Linked DNA regions of Zea mays: all the other regions are linked to region 1. A link is a contact called in public Hi-C data. All regions are on one chromosome and are shown on one strand. Each heading gives the region's core, a stretch centred on a gene start, on an enhancer-like site or on the middle of the called end of the contact. The rest is flanking DNA. Distances are from core to core; before and after follow the strand shown. Region 1 holds the start of LOC100275570 (Protein TRM32). Region 2 holds the start of LOC100381749. Region 3 holds the start of LOC100279810 (SLT1 protein).

What was found. A called contact is a pair of places that touch in the nucleus more often than the background predicts.
Region 2: a Hi-C map of bundle sheath shows a contact between it and region 1, with 2.7 times the contacts expected there. The contact joins the promoter of LOC100381749 here to the promoter of LOC100275570 in region 1. A contact is called at or near these places in 2 of 25 Hi-C or Micro-C datasets (bundle sheath and endosperm).
Region 3: a Hi-C map of tassel shows a contact between it and region 1, with 3 times the contacts expected there. The contact joins the promoter of LOC100279810 here to the promoter of LOC100275570 in region 1. A contact is called at or near these places in 3 of 25 Hi-C or Micro-C datasets (ear, leaf and tassel).

Annotation. Positions count from the first base shown.
Region 1 is chr3:17,605,915-17,609,346 of Zm-B73-REFERENCE-NAM-5.0, forward strand. It overlaps LOC100275570 (Protein TRM32), which reads left to right and starts at 1,903. Exons shown (of 5, transcript NM_001149622.1): 1 at 1,903-2,044.
Region 2 is chr3:17,828,416-17,831,847 of Zm-B73-REFERENCE-NAM-5.0, forward strand. LOC100381749 reads left to right here and starts at 1,724. Exons shown (of 9, transcript NM_001361540.2): 1 at 1,724-2,242; 2 at 2,342-2,458. The coding sequence starts at 2,048. It overlaps LOC100272481 (triosephosphate isomerase, cytosolic), which reads left to right. Exons shown (of 9, transcript NM_001146952.1): 9 at 14-222. The coding sequence ends at 61.
Region 3 is chr3:17,408,779-17,412,210 of Zm-B73-REFERENCE-NAM-5.0, forward strand. LOC100279810 (SLT1 protein) reads right to left here and starts at 1,532. Exons shown (of 2, transcript NM_001152766.1): 1 at 1,356-1,532; 2 at 1-983. The coding sequence starts at 669.

The sequences.
Region 1 (3,432 bases), core at 653-3,152:
TGTAGCATCTTTTACTACTTGATGCGAACTAATGCTACTCTAACTTTGTGAGCTGACAAGTAAGAAATGATAGTACGCCGGAATAGGTGGGCTGACAAGTAAGAAATGATAGTCTTTGAAAGTGTGGAGCTAGTAGCAAAGCTAATTGCAGCATCTTTTACTACTTGATGCGAACTAATGCTGCTCTAACTTTGTGGTTGTGCCACTAGTTGGTACTAATATTGGGAATTCTATTAGAATTCGCATCTACTAGAAATGTTCTGTGTTGATCTGAATGGACGACCATGTCTGGGTTGGATGGAAATATTGTTTTTTTTCTTCTTCTTCTTCCATAGATTCGTTCAGTTTTCTGCTAGTTTTGTTTTTTCTCCCGTCACATTTTCCTTCCCTGCAGGCTGCAGTGGAGGATGTACAGCTTTTGTCCTCATGTGTGTCATCTGCTAACCCGATTGTCTCTCCGCCACCAATGCAGCTAATTAAGAAGTACGTACTATCCTTCAAGGCAGCGGCCGACCCTCCCTCTTGAAACCTGGGAAAGCCGGGAGGCCAGTGGTCCTCAGCCCGAAGGCCAGCCTGTCAGACTAGAGCGAGAAGGCGTGACGTGCGCCAACTACACCTACCAGTGGGTCGGGTTCAACGTCGCCACGCCGCAGACCGTGCGCGGGCTACGTCTTCCTCGTCGTGGCCGCGGCTATCGTATTCATGACCAATTGGGCGCTCGGCAAGCACAGGCGTCTCAAGACCGGAAACTTTCCTGCTGACCGTCACTTCCGTAGGCGTAGCTTGCTCTCTCTTTGTCGCCGCCGGTCCCTTGGCGATCACTGACCTGTACGTGCTGAGAGCAGTGACCAGCCCCAATTGCAGTGTCTCTCCAGCATTCCAGCGCCAGCCAGCGTAACAGCTCCAACATCTGCACACTGGAGGTTCTCCATGTAACATATTTGACATTTCAGGACGTATAAACTAAACGAATCCACGGCCACACGGTCTTAGGATATTCTCTCTCTCTCTCTCGGTTCACCCCTTGATTTTTTTTTATTTGTTGACGAGGTTATATAAATAAGATCGTCTGAGTTTGACAGGATTGACCGGGTTGAGCTGGTCATTGGCGTCTGGTCTGGCCGATGCTACTTGCGGATGGGACACTTGAGCCAATCACGAGCCTGGAATTTCGGCAGCAACTCCAAGGTTGTCTTTTTTTTTCTGTTTATACCCCCATGCCCATCACCGGTGTGGACGTGTGGTGTGTGGTATGGCAGCAGTCGGTGCCCAAAACCAAAAGACGGGTGCAGCACGCAAATCACAAGCTAGCCATGGCCCATGGGTCAATGGAAACTGTTTAAATCTATGACATCAGCACCTTCAGCAACCGCCGTCCTCCTCAATTCCTGCTCGCCGGGCGCGGTTGACAACGGCGACACCCCGTCATCTTGTGGGTTCATATCATATTAGCTTAATCCAATTTTTTTTGCCTAAATTACTATTACAGGAAGAGCGAACACATCATTCTTACATGTTGCTAGTGCTAGATTATAGTGATTAATAATATATACAGCCATAAAGTTGAGGCGGTCTTGAGCTAATGCAGAAATAACCCTTTGTGTTGCGTCCGTGTCCATCGTTTATTATGGACATTGATATTTATTTAAATCAGTTTTTCCCAATCCAAAAGCTATATAATAAACTAAATAAATGCGGTAAAAAGACAGCAAAGTTTTCAGAGGACAGCATAGCTACGTCTCTTGTCCTCCCTCCACACACGCCCCCAAAAAAAAAAAACTGTTCAACCAGAAGAAGTTTTCAACTACCAACGCCCGCCACCCGGACATCCAGGGAAAGCCCGCCACGGACCGGAATTTAACGGAAACACCCTCTCCTCGCATCTGTTCTCCCTCCCTGCGTGGATCCACCGTTTCTTTCCATTCCCGTTTCCGTTCCTCGGTCCTCACCAACAAACCCCTTCCGGAACTCCCAAGCCTCCGATCCTCGCCTCAGAAACCTGCCGGATTTGCGGGCCTCTCAGGCGTCGTATGGAACCAGCCAGGTCAGTTCGCTGCGTGTTTCGCGACCGCTTCTCGGCGGCGGCGGCGGCGCTGCTTTGCGTTGCGCGTTTAATCTGTTCGTGGGAAGGCGTCACCCGTTCGTGCTGGTTTCATGGACCAATACGAGCCGCGGAACCGCGATCGCTGATAGCTCTGGAGTCGACTTGTTTGTTTCCATTCGTGTTCTTCGGAACGCGTTTTCACATGTGCTTAATTTGGTTTCGTACTTTGGTTTTTTTTTTCTGTTCCGCGCTGATTTTGTTGGGAAGGAAACAAGATGCCCTCGTTTTTTTGTTCGGATCGGTAAGAGATGCCACCGTTCGATGCCATCTTTTGTATGCACTTCAGGATTTAGTGTTTCATTCTGTCTATGCTTTTTTTTCCTTTCGAGTTCTGTGCCCGACGGGGACATTAAGCAGTTACAGTAAGCACTAACCAATAAATCTGTCACGGAACCTGTTAGAGACGTGGGGCTAAAAAGTGATTTGATTTTTTTTTACCTTTTTCATGGTTCCAGTGACATGTGGAGTCATGCAATTGCTCCGTCAGCGTGTTCTCCCACCTGTGAAGCTTTGAGCAATCGTACTGGCGTCTTTCACTCCCTCACTCTTCTTGGCTTTGTTTGATTGGAGATAGCCAGATAGGTTGATGCGCATCATGATCTTATTTATGTTCATTTCTTATTTATGCTGGCACTTGTGTTTGCTGTTCTTGCTCATGTTCATTTCTTATTTATGCTGGCAATAAATACTGGACACGAGCTTAGCAGTATATGTTGCTTAGCACGTGGCTAATATTTCCCAAAGTTTGCCTCTCCCCATTAGAAGCTTCCTCGCTCTCCTTATGTTTGTACTGAGTTTTTTTATTTATTTAGAAACGCGGCAAGACAATTGCCGACTGAAATGCACTGGAGATGTTTGGCCATGGAACAAGTACTTAAGTAAAAAACGGCCTGAAAATCACAATCTTTTTTTTCTTCATCTGGGTGGCGTATGACTCACTCCTCTATAACCATCTTATCGTTGATTAGCATTAGAGGCAATAATCTGATTATTGATTAGCAATGGATACTCGAACTAACACGGATAGGGAAATATATCTTGTAATCAGTCTGTCTTAATAAATGCTTACATTGCAGTTGGGGTTTGCTGTCTTCATGTTTCCCGAAAGCAGAGTGTTGTGTCCGCATCTTTGGTTGATTAGTCTAGAAAAGGTGGGGGGGAGGGGGGAAGCTTTGTTAAGCTGGCTTTTATTCGCACATTAGTCGATTATGGTAAAAATTATATTCTATCTTTACTTTATGCGTTTTCTCAGGATTAGCTCCTCCTTTAGCTTACTGAATTTGTGGACACTTTGTTTGGAGACCATCTTTTCCTGTATTAAGTTTGTT
Region 2 (3,432 bases), core at 474-2,973, 220 kb after region 1:
ATCTCGTCTGCAGCCTGAGTTCATCGACATCATCAACGCGGCCACCGTGAAGTCCGCTTAAGATGCTACGCTGAAGACGAACATACTTTTTTTTTGCTCAACTGTGCTATGTAAGCTAGTAGCTTTTGCGCAGGAGCAGAGACTGTTTTGCCTGCCCCCAACTTCTAGCTTGAGCTTGCTAATAATGTTTACCTCTGGACGTATCAATAATGGTGCTTATGTATCCCCTTTTTTTTGTGCCGAATTACGGTGGATCCGTCATCTGAACCATGGGTTTGGTGTATGTAATTGCGTCACCCGATGCCTAGGGTGTGAGACTGAAGTTTTTGGACATTTGGGACAAGGTAGCCTTGTGCCCTTGTGCCCCACATTGGTCGAATGCTGCCAAAACTGTACCGGTCATCTGTGCTCCGTACGGATTAGCCTGATCTGCGAATGCAACTTGTCAGCTAATCGTTGCACGGAGGCAGCCAGACAATTATTGTACGATATATATTCGATCTCCCCAGGCATAGGGGATTGAATATCTATTCTTGTTTTTACAAATGAAATACGGATCCAAACAATGTCCAAAACTATTGTTTACTTCTTTTTTTTTAAAATTAAATACACATACGTACAAGAATGGGCGTGGCTTAATTAGTGGGATGAAACCTGTCGATTCAAGATAAGTCGGCATGGGTGGTCTCGTATTCCTAGAACTAGCAAAGTATAGATATAAACCAAAAAGACGTGTTTTCTACTGGTGGTTAGATATACATGTCTTCTACTGGTTAGATATCTGAACAACCATAGTTTAAATCTTAAATCTCTATTTGTGTATAATTTTAACCTTTTTACTATTTAAGTGAAAATGTGAAAACTAATATTTTATATAATGGAGTTTTTTATGGTTTTATAAATCTATAAAAAGAGACATTAATATTATCTGTAAATTTATAAGACTATAAAATGAGTGTGCACTTTGAAGATGAATAATCTATATATCTATGCTAACGCTATGGTTCCGGGAAGGCGAGAGAAAAGATAGAGGCTGGTGAGGTGGCACGAGAAGGGGAGGGGAGCCGTGGGATAATGAGAGGTGGTAGGGGGGTTAGAGCATCTCCAAGAGACTTTTTATTTTTTACTCTCTATTTAACTCTCTATTTATCTTTTCATAAAGATTACATTATATATGTAGCATCTTACTCCAACAGACTATTTATCTAATTTTGCTAGTCAGGTGGCTAGCCAAATTTAGCTAGTGAGAGAGCTGATTTGGAGAGTCAGATAGCTTGGCGAGTCAGATAACTAGTCTGTTAGAAAGTTATTTTACTGTTAAGTAGCCAAAATTTGGCTTGACGAGTCATTTAACTAGTCTCTTGGAGATGCTCTTATTGTGCGTGAGGGACGTGTGAGTAGCCATAATTCAAATAACATTGGATATTGTATTTGAGCGATTAAGAGAAAAGGTTTATCTAACAATCTTAACGGTTGGTTTTAAGAATGTGTTATGTTTTAAAATAATTTATTTGATGAATTTAGAGAATATTATGATTGGATGAGTTTTGTAAAGTTTAAACCGCTGATTTATATATTTATATTTTGAAGATGAAAAAAAAGAAAACGTGAGGCTGTACCCCTCAACCCTCATCAAAGTGACCTTGGTAACAGATGCCGTCACGGGCATAAATTCGCGCAGCCCCTCGGCGCGTTGCATTGCGTCAACCGCTGGGGAATTTAAGCCGGTCATGCGTTGCACTGCATGGGCCGGCCAGCTATTTCCGGTGCCCGCACGGGAAGCGTAACGCGACACCGACGCGCCCTCGCCACCCCGTCACCCGTTGCGCTGCCTCCCTCCCTAGTCCCTATCTCTCTCTGCCGTCTGCCCCGAAAGAGGCGGCAACCCCTCCGCGCGGGGTTCTTCTCTCGGTGCTCTGACAGGCGGCGCGGCAGCGAGACGTCGCTCTCTCTCTCACTCCCCGCATCCTCCTTTTCTTACCCGCGCCGGAGAGACCGATCGAGAGGCCGAGACCCCCCCCCCCCCCCCCCCCCCCCACAACACTAAATGAGCTCGCCGACGCCATTACGTCCCGCCGGCGGCGGCAGTTACTACCCGCTCCACCGGCGGCGCGGGCGACCGGGCCCAGGCCCGGGCGCGGGTTTAAGAAGGCCGCGGGTGCGCCGGTGCAAGATGAAGCTGATGTACTTCCTCATGGACAGGGACGAGCAGCGCGAGAAGCGGCTGGAGCTCGAGTTCGAGGTGCGCTGCCCAGTGCGGCAGACTCTCTCGTCTTCCATGGACGTACGGCAGACTCTCTCGGCTGACGCTCTCTCTCTCTCTCTCTCTCTCTGTGTGCAGGTGTCGGAGCTGGAGACGGTGCTCGAGAAGGAGCAGCAGCTGGGCAGGGTCCTGCAGTGCTCGCTCCAGGGGCGCGTCGTGTGCCATTGCTGCCTCTCCGCGCTGGTTCCTACCAACGTAAGCGCGTCTCACTCACTTCTCTGTTCCATTCCATGCCTGCATCTGCATGTAGTGGCGGCCGGCTGAATGTTCATCAGCCAGCTAGTCCCGTCAGTGTGAGATCATCATGCATGTATGATATCATCATGCATGAACTGATTTCTGCATAGCAATCCGAAAAAGTTCTGATTTTGTAGCTTATTACCTTGTCGATCGTTTGGAGCTGTGACGCTGATAGTCCTAGGCACTGTTTGTTCCCCATAGATTATATAATCTAGTTTAAATAAGTTGGGATAAATAGACAACACATATTATTAAATGGATTATAGAATTTACATACCTAAATTATGATAATTTATAAGTATGTCAATAGTTGTTTATATAATCTATAAGCTGGATTATATAATTTTAAAGGAAACAAACAAGGTTAGGGGATGTTCGCTTCGGATTAAATCTAGTTGTTTGAATGTTGTATCTATAATCTATATAAACAAAGATACTCAATAGAAACGGGTACAATAAAAGTAGATATAAATTAAAGCCAAGCAAATAGCCTGCTGCTCATCAATAAAAAAAAGGCTGAAACTGCTCAGTCTGAAGTCTCCTAGCCACGAAGAACAAACATGATTGCAAGTGTACTGTCACCGCAGTCCCATAGGAATTATTTGCATCGTGAGTCGTGGCATTTCACCTCACCGCCGCATCTGGAGGGAAATACGGCACACGTGAAGCTGTCACACACTCACACCCCCGTACTCGACGCCAGTGACGTGTGTGGGTGTGGTGGATCCACTCGAGTCACCGGCCCCTAGGGTAAACATGTACCATGCATATGCATGGACTCCCAGAGCACGGCCATTTTCCATTCCAACGCCAGGTGCAGGAACACAACAGTGTGTCCTTTGGATTCCTGCCTGCCTTGCCTGCCATCCGAGATCCGACGTCACCTGTGTCTCTCACTTGAGAACCAAGGACGCAGAGCTACTGTGTGA
Region 3 (3,432 bases), core at 282-2,781, 200 kb before region 1:
AGACGGCTCCCCATGCTTGGAATGCCCATTCATGAAGCTCCGGAGCTGCATCTTCCCAAGGGCATTGTCGGGCCGCTCCTTGAAAACCCACATGTACATGTTCTCCATGTCATGCTGCACCAGGAAGACATCAAGACGTAGATCAGACTTGTCAAAGCCCGAGATGTTCCTGGACGCGTCTCGCACCATCTTCCCCTTTGACTTCTCCACAAGTGCAGGCTTGAAGTAGTTATTGAAGAAGAACCACGCGCCCCAGATGCTGTCGCCTCTCTTAGCGTATTTCCTCGCGCCGACGCCGATAGCGGCACTGCCATTGCCGTTGCCGGTCGGCTTTGGAAGCGTAAGCGCAACCTCAGACTCGTAGTTGTGTGTTCCAAGAGTGACATCAAGTATGTCGAACGTGTCGAGGCTCCACGACGGAGGCAGCGGTGAGTGATCTGCAGAGAGCGGGAGGTTGATGTCCGGCGGAACAGGGTGCGCCGACTCACGCCGCGGAATGACAAAGAGTTCCCGGTCAACACCATTGCCAACCCCATTGGTCGCGGCGCTACCGCCGCCCGAGGACTCGGCGGAGGCCAGGTGCGAGCCGGCAGGGTCCATGGAGAGGAGCGTGCAGGGGTGGCTGTTGCTGTTCTCCATAGAGAGGGAGGCGAGGAGGGGCTCCCCCATGGAGAGCTCCCTCCTCTCCTTTTCCTTCGTCCTTCCTATAGTTGCCTGCTTGTCTTGTATACCGGCTACCTCTCTTCTCCGGTTCTCCCTCTCACCCTGCTCTGTCACCACCTACTGGGCTCCTGCCCCTTCTCGCCTGGTGCGCCAATCAGGGCTCACCACATCCACGGGAGGGACACGGGTTCCTCACAGCCTCGCCTCATAAAAGTGGCAACTTTCCAGTTTCCACCACCGACAGATCCGGATTCGCGATGAGTAATCCTTCCTTGGAGATAAAAACTGAGATCTTTCAGCACAATCCAACAGCCGCAGCCCTGAAAACGGATGGAATTCAAAGTTATTTATTTATTATAAACGCTCGTCAGAATTCACACCGAGCAACTAGTAGGAGTATTACACAGGAACAAAAACCTAAACCGCGGGGACCAAATGAAAAGGCACTCTTCTTTATCAGTAGTAGCAAGAAGGAGATGATTTCTCCCACGACAACTCGATCTTCTCTTCGAGAAATTGAAACGACGGAAGAAAACCTCCTCCGACCAAAGCAGATAAGACCTCGACAAATCCATTACGCACCCAGAACTTTTTCACAGGAATGCTAAAAAATGAATAGATAATAAATGGAAAAAACAAAAAACAGGAGATGGATGGAGAAGGGAAAGGGAGTGGCTTTCCTCTGATCTAACCTCGTGGAAGGAAGAGCCCTCCGGAGGTCTCCTTGTTTCCCGGGGAGAAAAGCTCTCCTGCGGGTGCTGCGGCGTCTCCGCCCGAGCTCTCGCCGGCGACAGGGGAGAAGAGGCAAGGGCAGGGAGAAATGAGGGGGAGGGGAGGGCCCAGGCGCCCAGCGAAGAAGGAAAAGCGGGGGCAACAGGGGGCTGGCTGTCAACGGATCGGGTCCGCTAGTCTATTGCGGGTGGCAGCCTGCAACCGCGTTCGTCGACTCGCCGTTTCGTTCACTTTACTCCCTCGCTCGTTTTGGATCGACTCGTTTCAATTTTTTTAAAAATTAAATTAATATTTTATTTCGGTTTATTAATGAGTCATCTTAATTTATTAACGAGTCAGCTCACGAATTAATCAAGCCACCACATTTAAAAACGAAACTATATATATCAATCATGTAATAATTAATAAACATATTATATGTATGTGTGGTGTCTATGACGTATGAATTAAACTAATAATTGATAAACTATATCTATGTATTAAATTGGTTTATACGAATATAAATATGGATTAAATTAATGAACATGTCTGTGAATTGTAAATTGATAAGCGATAGGTTTTGTTAATTTGGTGTTTCATTGATGTGATATATGAAACTATAAGCATAATTAGTATTTATATTGTTAAATTAGTTTGAAATTAACTAGAAATTTATTATTATTATTATTATTATTATTATTATTATTATTATTATTATTATTATTATTATTATTATTATTATTATTATTATATTGTTTTTTATGTTCTTACTCGCGAACTAAATAAGGCAAACTGAGCTGACTGTGTGACTCGTTAGCTTAATAAATTGAGCCAAGCTAGATTAGCTCGTGATCTTAACGAGTTAGTTCGAACTCAGACGAACCAAATCGAGTTGGATCAATATCTAACCCTATTTCCCGTCCAAGTAAAGAAAAGACGCAGGCTGGATCCTCCTCGCTAATAAACAAAAAGATGGACGCGGATCATGGCTACATGACATATGACCTGTTTGTTTCGGCTTCTAGCAGCTTCTAGCCACCAAAAGCTGCTGCGGCCTGTCAAACGGTCAGCTTTTCAGCCAGCTTCTATAAAATTTGTTGGGACAAAAACCATCCAAAATCAACATAAACACATAATCGGTTGAGTCGTTGTAATAGCAGGAATCCGTCACTTTCTAAATCCTGAGCCCTATGAACAACTTTATCTTCTTCCATACGTAATCGTAATGATACTCAGATTCTCCCCATAGCCAGATTCTTCCCACAGCCAGATTTTCAGAAAAGTTGGTCAGAAAAAAGCTGAACCAAACAGGCCCATAGATCCAGCTGAACGTGTGTGAACTCAGGTCGTGATCTTTGTGTCACCACATGACGTACCATCGTTATCTTTACAACATGAGGTACGTGTCTTCATGTTTTAAAGTGGGTTGTCTTTATTTCTATATCGCTATATAATCCACCAGTTTAAATTTTACAACACCTACCTAACTAAATCACCACACGTACTCATAACCACCACTAAATACACCAAATAAATTGCACGTATGTTTAACAGTCATAACCACCACTAATTAGCAGATCTGACTACCATGTTAAAAATCAGAGTGGCTGGATTCTTGAGTCTAATTATGGGCGGCTCTTATTACCATATTAAAAATCAGGGGCGGGTGATAATGCCACACCCTCTAATCCTCTGTAGAGCCACGTATCTATTACTACTTATTAAGAAGCTAACGAGTGCGTCCACACCTTGCCCCCGCCCCCGCCGTACCCCCGCCTCTGTTCTCTCCCACACCCACACATGGAACCTGCCCCCGCCACAGATCTTGTCCACAACCGCGCAGGCACGCGCATGGACCCAGCCCTCGCCGCCGTGCCCGCGGACCGCGGATGCACCCAGTCCCCGTCGTGCCCCTACCCCCGCCCACGGATCTCGCCCACAACCGCGCACGCACGCGCATGAACCCAGCCCCCGCCGTCGTGCCTGCGGATATCGCCTCCCTCAACCGCGCATGGATCCAGCCACCGATGCACGCCCACAGCGCCCTCGCGCTGCGCG